Linked DNA regions of Mus musculus: all the other regions are linked to region 4. The links are chromatin contacts, called in public HiChIP or PLAC-seq and promoter capture Hi-C maps. All regions are on one chromosome and are shown on one strand. Each heading gives the region's core, a stretch centred on a gene start, on an enhancer-like site or on the middle of the called end of the contact. The rest is flanking DNA. Distances are from core to core; before and after follow the strand shown.

What was found. Promoter capture Hi-C pulls out the DNA fragments that hold promoters and counts their contacts. HiChIP or PLAC-seq counts read pairs in DNA pulled down with a chosen protein or histone mark.
Region 1: an H3K4me3 HiChIP or PLAC-seq map of forebrain shows a contact between it and region 4, with 13 times the contacts expected there. The contact joins the promoter of 4930567K12Rik here to the promoter of Ccdc90b in region 4. A contact is called at or near these places in 14 of 39 promoter capture datasets (the C10 cell line, cancer-associated fibroblasts, cranial neural crest and 9 more), 2 of 15 datasets of contacts at CTCF or cohesin (large pre-B cells and pro-B cells), 50 of 484 Hi-C or Micro-C datasets (B cells, the C2C12 cell line, the HL-1 cell line and 38 more), 18 of 115 datasets of contacts at active chromatin or transcription factors (acute myeloid leukemia, astrocytes, cardiomyocytes and 13 more) and 3 of 9 other capture datasets (adipose tissue, liver and macrophages).
Region 2: a promoter capture Hi-C map of hippocampal neurons shows a contact between it and region 4, with 4 times the contacts expected there. The contact joins the enhancer-like site here to the promoter of Ccdc90b in region 4. A contact is called at or near these places in 9 of 39 promoter capture datasets (the 3T3-L1 cell line, 3T3-L1-derived adipocytes, the C10 cell line and 4 more).
Region 3: a contact with region 4 is called in a promoter capture Hi-C map of frontonasal cranial neural crest, with 5 times the contacts expected there. The contact joins the enhancer-like site here to the promoter of Ccdc90b in region 4. A contact is called at or near these places in 8 of 39 promoter capture datasets (the 3T3-L1 cell line, 3T3-L1-derived adipocytes, the C10 cell line and 3 more).

What each region holds. Positions count from the first base shown.
Region 1 is chr7:92,118,237-92,121,120 of GRCm38.p6, reverse strand. It overlaps 4930567K12Rik (RIKEN cDNA 4930567K12 gene), which reads left to right and starts at 1,610. Exons shown (of 7, transcript NR_131016.1): 1 at 1,610-2,136. The region is part of intron 12 of Dlg2 (discs large MAGUK scaffold protein 2); the gene reads right to left.
Region 2 is chr7:92,263,371-92,266,345 of GRCm38.p6, reverse strand. All of the region lies in intron 13 of Dlg2 (discs large MAGUK scaffold protein 2), which reads right to left. Among named protein-coding and RNA genes, the nearest start is that of 4930567K12Rik, 150 kb to the right of the region's middle. Within about 2 kb of position 1,710, at least 16 of the 459 cell types and tissues checked have an H3K27ac peak or open chromatin away from gene starts, as enhancers often do. A contact at or near this core is called in hippocampal neurons, where this site is marked.
Region 3 is chr7:92,280,999-92,283,906 of GRCm38.p6, reverse strand. The region is part of intron 13 of Dlg2 (discs large MAGUK scaffold protein 2); the gene reads right to left. Among named protein-coding and RNA genes, the nearest start is that of 4930567K12Rik, 160 kb to the right of the region's middle. Within about 2 kb of position 1,551, at least 9 of the 459 cell types and tissues checked have an H3K27ac peak or open chromatin away from gene starts, as enhancers often do.
Region 4 is chr7:92,559,601-92,562,578 of GRCm38.p6, reverse strand. It overlaps Ccdc90b (coiled-coil domain containing 90B), which reads right to left and starts at 1,430. Exons shown (of 9, transcript NM_025515.3): 1 at 944-1,430. The coding sequence starts at 1,043.

The DNA.
Region 1 (2,884 bases), core at 361-2,860, 440 kb after region 4:
TGATCTAGTCACCATCTCCAGTGCTGATGAGTTTAACTAGAGGCTTATAAATCTCTATATTTACTATATATTTTCATTTGGACACTGAAGATTTCAAACTTGTGCTCAAAGTCAAGCAATTTTCTCCTGAACCTGACTGCTTTCTCCTTTACTTTTAACAGATAACAATACCACATCCACCACTTTAGCTCCTCAACAAAGACTTATTCCTATCTCCTCTCTCCTCTTCTCCTGTAACCCATCTGCAGCTCTATTTCATCTAGCGAGAGACCCTGTTACTCTTTTGCTGATACACTCCACCTTTGGCAGCCAAGCAGTTGTTCTTGGGATGTAGCAGGAGCCTATGAATTTCTACTGTGCCTGGGATTGCTTCATGCTCACATCATTTCTATTTAACCAGTTAGATATAAAGTTCACATAAAGTCCACATCTTTCCTTCCCTTACCATCTTTTAATTGGCTTCTTTTTTTTTTATTAGATATTTTCTTTATTTACTGGTCAAATGTTATCCCCTTCTTTAGTTTCCCCTCCGAAAAATCCCCTATCCTCCTCCCCCTTCCCCTGCTCCCCAACCCACCCATTCCCTCTTCCTGGCCCTGGCATTCCCCGATACTGGGGCATAGAACCTTCACAGGACCAAGGGCCTCTCCTCCCATTGATGACCGACTAGGCCATCTTCTGCTACATATGCAGCTAGAGCCATGAGTCCCACCATCGTTTTCTTTGTTTGGTGGTTTAGTCCCAGGGAGTTCTGGGGGTACTGGTTAGTTCATATTGGCTTCTTGTTCATTTGATTTGAATAAATCCAAAGTCCTGGCCTTGATCCCTGCCCATCCCTCTATTCCATTTCATATCACTCTTTGCTGTTTTCCCACAAGGGACTTCATTCTGTTTGGCCTCAGTATAAGTTCCTTCAGGCTCTGGGTATCTATGCCAGAGATCTGGACAGCTGACATATTCTTTGGCCATTCTCATATCTGGTCAGTTCTTTTCCCAATTCTCAGCTTATGTGCCAGTTTCTTAGAGCATTTTGATTATGCTCCCTCAAACTTAACCTCTTTGCCTGTCTTGGAAAGACTTGTGTTTTAATTTACAGAATTCAGACCTATTTGGTAACTTGCCTCACATATCAAAAAATCTTCCCTTGAATAAAAATTTTATCTCTTTACCTCCATCCCCTTAATAGTTAGAACACTATGTAGAGGCTAGGTAATAGTCCTTCAATTAATAAATGTTTATAACCATTAGATCACATCATTTTATTTAAAATCATCAAATTTTATTTGCCAATTAATTACAATTTACTTATAATAAACCAGGTACGGTTAAGACGCCTTTTCATGACTTTGTCTTCCTGGGGGGAGGGGGGGAGTACTGTAGTCATGGAAACAGACTCTTTGAGGGTAGGGCTTAAGAATCTTCACTTCTGCAAAGCTCTATGCTGATAGATGATTAGTCAGATGTGGGCTATCCCTTGGTGATGTAGCTCTTTATTTTCTCTATGTTGTGTCAGAACTTTGTTATTTGACAAACTTTCTGGGTTTTGGGGGGGCACTCACCAGTTATGATGCAGTAGAACAGCCCCAGACTATCTCCCCTTAACACATAGACTTGAGGGAGAGTATATAAGCATGAGAACGGTAGTCTGAAAAACGCATCACAACTTCACTGTCATTCCAAGGTCATGTCCATCATTTGTTTGTTTGTTTCATGGAAGCATCTGTGTAATACAAGGGTAAACTGTGTAGGGCTCTAGGTGTATTGGTGGTATCCATGAAGGTACAACTGCACAGGCTTGTAACCTTGGAAACACTACTGCCAAGAATCCTCATGTTTGTTTTCCCTCACAATGCCAGGCAAAGAGTGAGACTGTACTGCTAAAAGATACACTGTATCTGTCACCTTCTGTTCTCTCTCTTCAAACACCCCATCCTGGGCTGAAATGGGTGTGTTCTCTGAGACTGATTTTAATTAGAGTAAAATTCAAGGCAATCGTTGGTGGATTCTGGTAATAATTTAACCTCTGAAGTTGATGAACATTCTGTCCTCTGAGTCACCTTCCAGCCCTATCAGTTTAATATTAAAATAAGGAGACTGCCAGGAAGTGCTTTATTCATCTTCCAAAATTCTCTTTTGGTATGTATGTGGTTTCTAGATTGCTGACATGTTTTTACTGAATTAACCTACTGTTAATGGCCATCAACATTGAATTGAATAAACAGATTATGAAATATTTATTTAGCAAAGCATATACATCCATTAAAAGCAACAACATATACTCTAAGATTCTGAAGTTGAAAAATGTTCATGATACATTGCTAAGTCAGAAGAAAGTTTCAGAAGGCTGTTTATATATATTCCAATTTCTTCATAAAAAAATCAATAGTAAAGATATATAACCTTATAGAAAATTGGTTATGATAAATCACATAACCAAATACTAAAAGATGTTTTAAAGGGCTACAGTACTATGACTGGGTGTGGTAGAAATGTTGATGTTTCTTTTTAAAGCCTACAGTAAGGTCCGCATGATTTTTTAAGTCATTACAGGTAAACATAACAAAATTAGAAATTATAGCGTGAAGCAGTTTTAATGACTGAATGTGAAGTTTGTGTTTCTTTTATTGCCCAGTCTAATTTTCATATTATATTCCATTTCCAAATGAATGTTGTTAAATTAAGTTGTCTACCTTAAACACAAAACAACACATGGATTTGAAAGCAGCAAAGAAGGTTCTTTCTACTTATCCCTAAGTGCCATCTATTAGGCTCATTAATTCACTAATTAGGTTTTTCTAATCTCATTGTTTCATCTAAATGGATACAAAGGCTTACAATCAGATTACATTTACCACTACTGTTGAGGAATGATACTTATGAGTCT
Region 2 (2,975 bases), core at 461-2,960, 300 kb after region 4:
GCTGGGCACGGAAGGCTACTGAGATCTGCTTTCAGCTCCATCTTTAGTCCTGTGGTCAGCACTCCTCACAGCAGTGCAGTGGACCACATGTGCAGAGAGCAGCCTCTGCTTTCACACTCACACTTCTTTGTGGCTATTCTCTTTTTTCTCTTATAATGATGCTTTTTTTTTTGTCTTGACATCTGAACCAATCTTTGTGACCCAGAACAACTACCACTTCCTCCTAATACATTCTTACTCTTCTGGCTCAGTGAAGCCATGGTGTTTCTGCTACACATTTGCCAAACAATCTGTGTTGACAGTCGTCATGCCCTGACTTGCATTTCGGCAGTAATTGTCCCAAAGGACACACCCTGGAAGGAATGAGGCATTTTCTACTTACTCCTGTAATATGTCTAGCATAGGATCTTGGATGCAGTGAGTGTTAAAAATTCCTGGAGGGGTGGAAATTGATAATTGAATATGTGGTAGACTTTCCTTAGGGCTTTGAGAATGAGGTTAGGGTAGGCTGGAAACTAACACATTTATGATAGTCCAAGACTTTGGTCCTAGAATTTGTAAGCACCTAGGGATAAGAATATAGATATGAGATCTTGGGGGCTGACTAGGCTGGGCCTGTACAAACAAACAAAGAAAAAATACCATCATCATCATCATCATCACCACCATCATCAACAAAAGCCTCAAAAACCACACAGATGTTCTGTGATAGGCCTATGTGAGATGGATGGCAACCTGTATCCCAAGGTGACCTGACATAGGGTAGATGCTCTCTTTTTTCCTCCAGTCATCTACTCAGTGCTTCTCTTCACCCTCTCACCTGCCACCAAACTGTACTGTAGTGACTTCTCTGTCCCTTGCCACTGAGGACTAGAATACTAGCACCTACTTTCATATTACTGCATTTCCAAATCTAGACAGATCAATACATGTTTGCTGGGTAGGTGGAGAAAGTGAAAAAATGGGAAGAAGTGAAGATAACAGCCACACACCTGACAGTACACTTGGCTTGTTATTGGAATGACAGTACTGACTATGAGCATTATGGGATAGATATTGTTTCAGGCTTTCTGGCAAAATATGTTTATTCAGAAAAAGCATAGCTCTGGTGTTGTAGGAGGGTTTGTCAGAGTGAATATTCTGGGTTGGCTGGGACATGTTTTGAGAGCAGATGGTTAAATCCCATTTCTCTGCCCAGACCTCAGCAGTAATTGCCCTGTAACTCTGGGAATTTATGGGTATGTGCACACAGTCATGTGAATGCTAAAGAAGCAGTAACTTAGATCCTCAGGAAGGTCTTAAGAGCTTTGATTTTTATTGTTCAATTTCCTGAAAAAATTAATTTAAGATGTTTGTAATCAATTGCAGATATCAAAACAGCTCCCGGTACCCATATGCTCTGGCCTATTAGCCAACTACCATTATTGTTAAAGCTTCATTCCTTAAATTCAGATCCTAAAGGATTGAGTAACTCAGCCTGATAAAGTATTTATTTCCATGGCTTTGATATGTAGTGATTTGGTACTGATCTGGGGCACTTGTGTTAATTCAAGCCCTGGCATGTCATCAAAGGTGCTAAAACAGAGGATTTCCATAGAAATTCTATAGTTGCAACGTGAATTCTAAGAGGCTGTCACAATGCACTCTGCCCCTCTGACCATAACTGCCAAGACCACACAGGACAGGGACTCACTTATGGCACATGCTTCAGGGCGCTGTGCAATGCTAACAGATGGCTGGCAGAACACAGCCCCGATCAAGTCAGCAGGGTGACACTCATTAAGAGTCATCACCAAATCCATTTCCAGCAAAATCCCATTCCAATGAAATATCACTGTGAAAAAAATGGTCAATCTGCTTGAATGAACATTACTCTAGGGGACTATAATGCCAGGCCTGGTTGGAGCTCCGTAGATAACCAGTACTCTCTTTGTGCCTCAGGGCCTTTCTGCCAATCATTTTCTAGATTGGTCCTGGTCCATCTTCCTTTCATCTCTTCTAGCTTCCATAGGTAGTACAGGAAGCAAGGTCATCAACATTCCTTCCAGATCCTGGCATTCATTCTCCTGTCTACTTGTTCTCCTTGATGAGAAAGTCAAGGAGAACGAATGGTAGAGAACATAGGCACTTTGTCCCATTGGTTAGAATCCCTTCCAGTAGACATTTATTCATCCTTCTGCTTCAAGCACGTTAACAATTTTTTTTCAAGGAAAATCAATGTTTTTTTTTCTCTCTCCCCCTCCCCCTCCCCTACTCCATAATGGAACACATTGATCTTCTAATGCATCCCATTAAAACTACATTTTGTTGTATTTTAGAAGCCTTTAGTAAATCAAAATATTGCTGTGCGAATAGAGGGTCAGATGTACACAAAGGCAACCTCGGCTAGTGATGGTCAGCTCACCAAGCCCAGGTCGCTTGACTAAAAAGCCAGCCTCCACCACCACTGAGTCCTCACTTAACCCTCATCAACAGGTAAAACTGTGACAGTTACATTTTCACACCTCCAGGTCTCTCTACAGGGCCTCTCTCACGTGCTGCCTCCTGAGAGCCTTCTGCAATCCTACTTACCCTCCAGGCCCAGTGCACAAGCCTCTTCTTCAATCAGCACACCAGGAAGCCTCAGTTGCCAAGCCTTGCTCTTTCACCTGCATTCCCATAGCCCTTTGTTGGAACACCTGCACTGAGATTTCTCTTATTCTCCTGCTCTCCTGCTGCTACAATTGCAATGAAGATGTCTTAAAGCCTACATTTATGACCTGACATGAAGAGTCAATTGGGTGAGTTGATAAAGAAATCTCTTAGGTTGATTCTCCTACCTCATTCACCCCATTATTAGGGATGAAGGGAGAAAGCATGAGTGAGGTGCACTGTCTAGATGAAAGGCTGATACCCAGTAGTTAGTGGCAGCCTGAGAACAAGTTCTAATCCCTCCTTTACCACTAACATTTTCCCCAAGCTCCCACACTCCATCA
Region 3 (2,908 bases), core at 302-2,801, 280 kb after region 4:
AATCATTAGATAAACCTGGTTATCAAGTAGTTGTAAAGAAATTGCCAATTCTTAACATTCTTTGCCAGAGAACGAAGGTGGCATATGTTTATCTCCATTTCCAAAAGCAATTGTTGAAGGTTCAGACATTTTTTGTTAACTTAGCACCACTGCCAAAGCGCTTTGCTGTTTTTATTGCTCTCCAGGCTCTCTTCAACTCACTAATACCATGCACTGAAAACAGTTGTGACACTTAACCTACACACAATTAAGAACATCAATAGCCTCTCTTAAAGGTTCTCATTAGGATCACACTACTACAGCATGTATTATGACAGGATACTTGCCTTAATAATAAAGCTCATTTGCATTGCTTTATGGCTCATTAGATACTCCGAATACTTTCTGCCATATTCTTTTGCTGGATGCCTTCCTTTACATACAGTGCTTAAGTTCTCTGTAGCTCCTAACTTTTAGTGCCTTTGCCTTATCTAGCATCTCTCTCATCCCTGCCTTAGCATTTTGACTCTCAGCTCAATCATACAACTTGTATTCAAAGGTACTTCTCTTTTACCTTTGGAAAGTGAAGACAGAGGCTCACATAATTTATCGAATTCACAAACAATGAGTTTACAGATACACATGGGATGAGGGTGGGGGAGGTTGCATGTTTTCAAATTCATAGAGATGAACCAAGCTTATAGTTAGAAATGCTTTAGTCTACATTTATGTAGACTGTGAGATGCCAATCTTGATGTCTTATCAAAAGGTATTGAATGTCCACTCACCAAGCTAAACCACAAACAGCTAATAAACCCACTCTTATCAAACCAATTTCTTCCCTTAACTGCTTCCCTCCTGCCTCTGTTCTCTCCTTTGGGGTATTTTTCAGACAAATTCGTAACGCTCTTGATTTCAAACCTCTGAACATTCAACTGAGATTTTAAAAACATACTAATCTTTACACCATATATCTTAGAGCACGCCAGAACCTGAATGGATTTGCTTACAGAAAGAATGTGAGATTACAAGGATGTTAAGTATGATAATGCTAAGGTAGGACTCCACAGTAAGGAAGCAACACTCTATCCTGCACTGCCTTGCTTGCAAAGGGCATCCCGTGAATGCTAAAACCATAAATCATTTCATACTTCTTGTGCCTTTGAAACTAGCAAGAGGGCACTGAAAAGTAACTGCTAAGTGAAGTGTTCAGAGGGGAGTCAGGAAACACTGACTTCAGCGAACTTTGTGCCCTGTGCATGGGAAGCCCAGGTACCTTTGCTGTCTACCCCCACCCCCTTATATTCTGAGACTTCTAACGCCAACGGTACATGAAAGCAAAGGAGAAACTATAGAGAGGGAGGAAGGAGACCAGATGGTGAGGGAGGAGCAAGAAGAAACCATAAACAAGACACAGTAACAACCATGAAGGAAGTGCCATAATGAAATCCATTATTTTGTATGCCAGCGAAAAACAAATTAAATTACATGAGCAAGCCTATGGAGTTCCAGATGAAGTGGATAAGATCAGCAGTGGAGGCAGCGACAAGCAAGGGGGGTATCCATCGGAAGGGAAGGTTTGCTCCTAGAGCAGATACAGTGACTGGGAGGCTTCAGGGTTCAAAGTGAGTGCCCCTGAGCACGCTGCTGCCGTCAGATCAACCAGTATTGACTGAAGAGAAGTAACGACCAGAATTTTGCTAAACTCCTTTTTACAGAAAAGTGTGTCCTGTAGGAAATGTGCTTAGTGTATGTGCCATATAAAAATCCACTAAGCATTTAAGAAATTAGTAAATCAATTGTAATCACTCATTTGGCAGTTCAGATTTTTTTTTTTCAATTTTGACATGAGGGTTAATGATATCAGAATGCTTAAGATTTGGGATATATAGATGGTTATCAACTTCTTGGCCCAACCATGTACCAGCTATGTATTGTTAGGTAAGTTCTTATCCATTCTTGGCTCAATTTTCTTATAAGCAAAATGGCCACAATGATGGTGCCTATCTTAAGATATATTGGGAAGGTTTCCAGAGAGCTTGTGGATCAGAACAATTGGCTCTTGGTAATGACTGTCATTTCTTGTTCTTTTTTTTTCTTTTTTCTTTTTCTTTTTCTTTCTTTCTTTTGTTTTTTTTTTTGTTTTTGTTTTTTTGGTTTTTTTTTGTTTTTGTTTTTTGTTTGTCTGTTTGTTTTTTTGAGACAGGGTTTCTCTGTGTAGCCCTGGCTGTCCTGGAACTCACTTTGTAGACCAGGCTGGCCTCGAACTCAGAAATCCGCTTGCCTCTGCATGTGCATAACCTCACATTACTCACAAATATCAAATAGTATGCAAACAAGTTTATGTCTAAAACCCTCTGATTTAGCCTCTCCTTCCCTATTGTAAAGTACACCTGCCAGGCCAAACAGGAATAAGCAAAAGGCAACCACAGTTTGGAATGTTTGGTCCCTTCTTGATAAAAGTTAAATGACCCACAAGATCCTCCTACAAGATCCATAGTTACCTGGAGCTCAGAATGGTACTGTTCAATTCCAGTTCTGCTGCCATTTTCTGTTATATTAGTGGCGTCATCTGTCAGGATTCTCTCAGTGCTGACAGACACTCAGGAGGAGAGGTGAGAGGTCTGCGCAGCACACACGCCTCAGTGAGAGGGGGCTCTGCTGGGCTCTGATTTCCTTTGCAATTTGTCAAGGTTGAACAAGAAAACCCAGGCTAAAAAGGAGTATTCTGTTTAATCTACCAGCGTCTAATGGTGCCCAGATGCTTGCATCCATGATTCGAGCCTGTGTGCTTTGAATCTGAGAGAAGGAAAGAACCTTGGCACAAGGAATGAGCACCCCCAAGTGAGCTGGGGGGCGGGGCAGCACATTCCTTCACAGTCTTGACTTCGTGTAGCAGTCTTAACAGCTCTCAGCTACTAGAAGAAAC
Region 4 (2,978 bases), core at 181-2,680:
TCAAAACAATGCTACCCCTTTGTGTGTGAGGGCACACATACCTAAGGAGAGAACAGAGGAGGTCTTTGTATCCTGCTCTGTCATGCCCTTCCTAAGTCTTTGATAGGGCAGCTTTTATTGAACCTGGAAGTGGCTGGGGGTTCAACTTTGTGTTGTTATGCTTGTGTGCAGCACAAGTTTCTACCAGTGGACCCACCTCGCCACCCTTTTCTGAAAAGTCCACCAGAATGTGTATTTATAATAACTACCTAAATATGGATTCAAAGATGTGACTAATTCTAGCAGCTAAACAGTAGCCTTGCAAGGGCAGCCTTGATTGAAAGTCAGCGGAACAAATACAATTAAATAACAGGGTGAAAACAAAACAGTGGCAAACAACAAAACCACACAAGTGTGGAGGGCGGAGAAGTGTTTTTGGGTACTGAATAACTCAGTTTATCATCATACACAGATCCAGGAAGAACGAAATGTGGAGGTTGGGATGCCTTTTACGGCGGAAAAACTGAAAAGCACAAGTATAAAAAAAAGCCTTGGAAATAGTTCTCAGAGTAAAGTAAGATATTCTCCAGGATATACAGACTAACAAAGTGTTTGGAAACGCATAGGTTCCAGGACACTTAAAAAACAAAACAAAACCCTACTATGTGATTTGTAAATCAGAACACCCGCAAACTACCTAAGAGTTCATAAATGGAGACGGAACCCCGCCCCGCGCCCCCACCAACTCAAGCCGAGAGGAGGCGCAGGTCCGCAGGGGCTGGGTCTAGGAGGAAGGAAGCCCTCCAGCCAGACCCTGTCTGGAACGCCCAAGACCCACCATCCCCGGAGCTCGCGGGTGGCTCTGCGCGGGTGGGCGGGGCCCTGCAGGGGGTGTGTCACTCTCGCGGACGCCTGAGCGGGCACACCCGCCCGAACCTTCTCCCTGAGCGAGTCTTCGTCTCACCTCTCCGCAGGGCGGGTGACAGACGCCCATGAGGAGTTGAAGTCCAGCGGATTCCGCCGCCGTCAGGGCGCAGGAACCGCCAAATCCAGCGGCTCCTCATAGTCTCGGAGCCCCGCAGGTCAGCAAGGGGAAGCGGAATACGCGTTGATTTTCGCTGAGGCTTTCGGACAATGAAGTCCTCTCACCATCAGGATGCTGGGAAATGTAGTTTCCGGTCTGTCACCAAAGCACCTACTTGAGAGGTTTTTCTTCTACAAAGCTAGGCCTCTTCACAGAGCCACACTTAACACGACTCAGAGCTTATCCCCCTAGCACATCGCCCTTTTCCCATCTCTTCCCGCCTTTACCGCCCTAAGAAAGCGGGGTCTTGGAGAACCTTCTGGCGCCCATTTGCGGGCGGCGAGTTAGTCCCGCAGCAAGCTTCCCAGACCGAATCCAGCGTAGCAGCATAGCATCATGGGACCCGCAGTCCTTGCTGCTGAGGATTGTGGGGATGAGACCGCGTTGTAGCATCGACCAGTGCCCGTGGAAGTCCAAAGCGTATCACACACTTGCAGTTTCGCGTCTCTCTGCTTGGCCCTCTGGTGCACTGGAGGACCAACTGTTTTAGGCCTTTTCTTCAGGGAAACGAAAATTCTCCATTTCCTGGGTCGGCATTGTTCATGATTTAACATTCTCCAACTTCAGTTACCAAAGTCATTGCCCCACCTGGTAAAACCTTGAAAGCAATGTACTAACTAGTCTGTCGCTTACCCAGATTGCAACTTTGTGGGAATCAGCTACCCACCAGCCACCATTTCAAGCACTGAAGCTCATTAAAAACAAAACTTGGTTCCCACCAGCAAGCACTTTAGTAGATTACACATAGAAGGAAATTAAAATGATTCTGTCGTGGGTACTAGGGACAGAGACAGGAGAGACAGTTCTCCTGGGCTGCCAGGTGGGTCCCTGGTATTCAAGCGAAGCACTCTAGACTTTAAAATATTTTCCAATTTCATTTTCAGAAATATCTGAATGCCAGCTAGGTTTAAAGATTAATAATTCGAAGAACAAAGAAAGAATTCCAACAACAATTTAAGTTCTTACTGTACAGGATTTTTTTCCCAGGCTATGTGGGGATTATAAGGATTTCTGCTCTCCAAGTGAAAGACCCACAACATGAGGACTCCCCCACGTTCTGACTCAGGAGAGGCGACACCCCAAATCACGCATGAGAAACGGTCTTGCTGCAAACTGCAAGAGGACTTTTAATTCAAGAGTGCTCTCGGGACCACAGTAATACACCACGCAGGGGTAGAGGTCCCTGGCGCCCCAAGTAGCTGGGTAAGGGGGTATTTAAAGGAAGAAACCACAACTCAAGGAAGTGGGGAAGGCATTGTTGGAAAATACCAAAGATACCAGTTAAGAGTCAAAAGGAAGTGCAAAGTCACAAGAGTCACAAGGAATACCTGGTAATTGTTCGGGTTATCTCTCAAGACAGTTTCTAAGAGCCCCTAACAATGGCACATTTGCATAGCGGGTTCCAGCAATGGTCAGGGGGGGGGGGTCAGGGTAACTTTCTTTGAATGAACACTCTTTGAACCCAGGAAGCGGTGGGTAGAGGAATGTCTGTTTTATGACTAGCATACCTTGGAGCATTGAGTCACATTCCCAAGCCTGGGCCTAAAGGCCCAGAATTTTGCTTTTATATTTTTTCACAAGAACTTGTAATAGAAAAACAGGAGAAGGTAGAGAATAAGGAAACAGTAATATCTTAGTATCATGTAAGTTTTTAAACAATTAATCTTCTAGTCCAGCTGAGAGTGGGATGTTGGCCATATTTGCAATAGCCAAGCTATAGAGAAAGCCTAGGTGCCCATCAACAAATGAATAAGAATTATTATGTGTACAATGGAGTTTTATTTAGTTATAAAGAAAATCAAGGGCAGGAGAGGTGGCTCAGCCATTAAGAGCATTGACTACTCTTCCAGAGGTCCTGAGTTCAGTTCCCAGAAACCACATGGTGGCTCACAACCGTTTGTAATGGGATCCGATG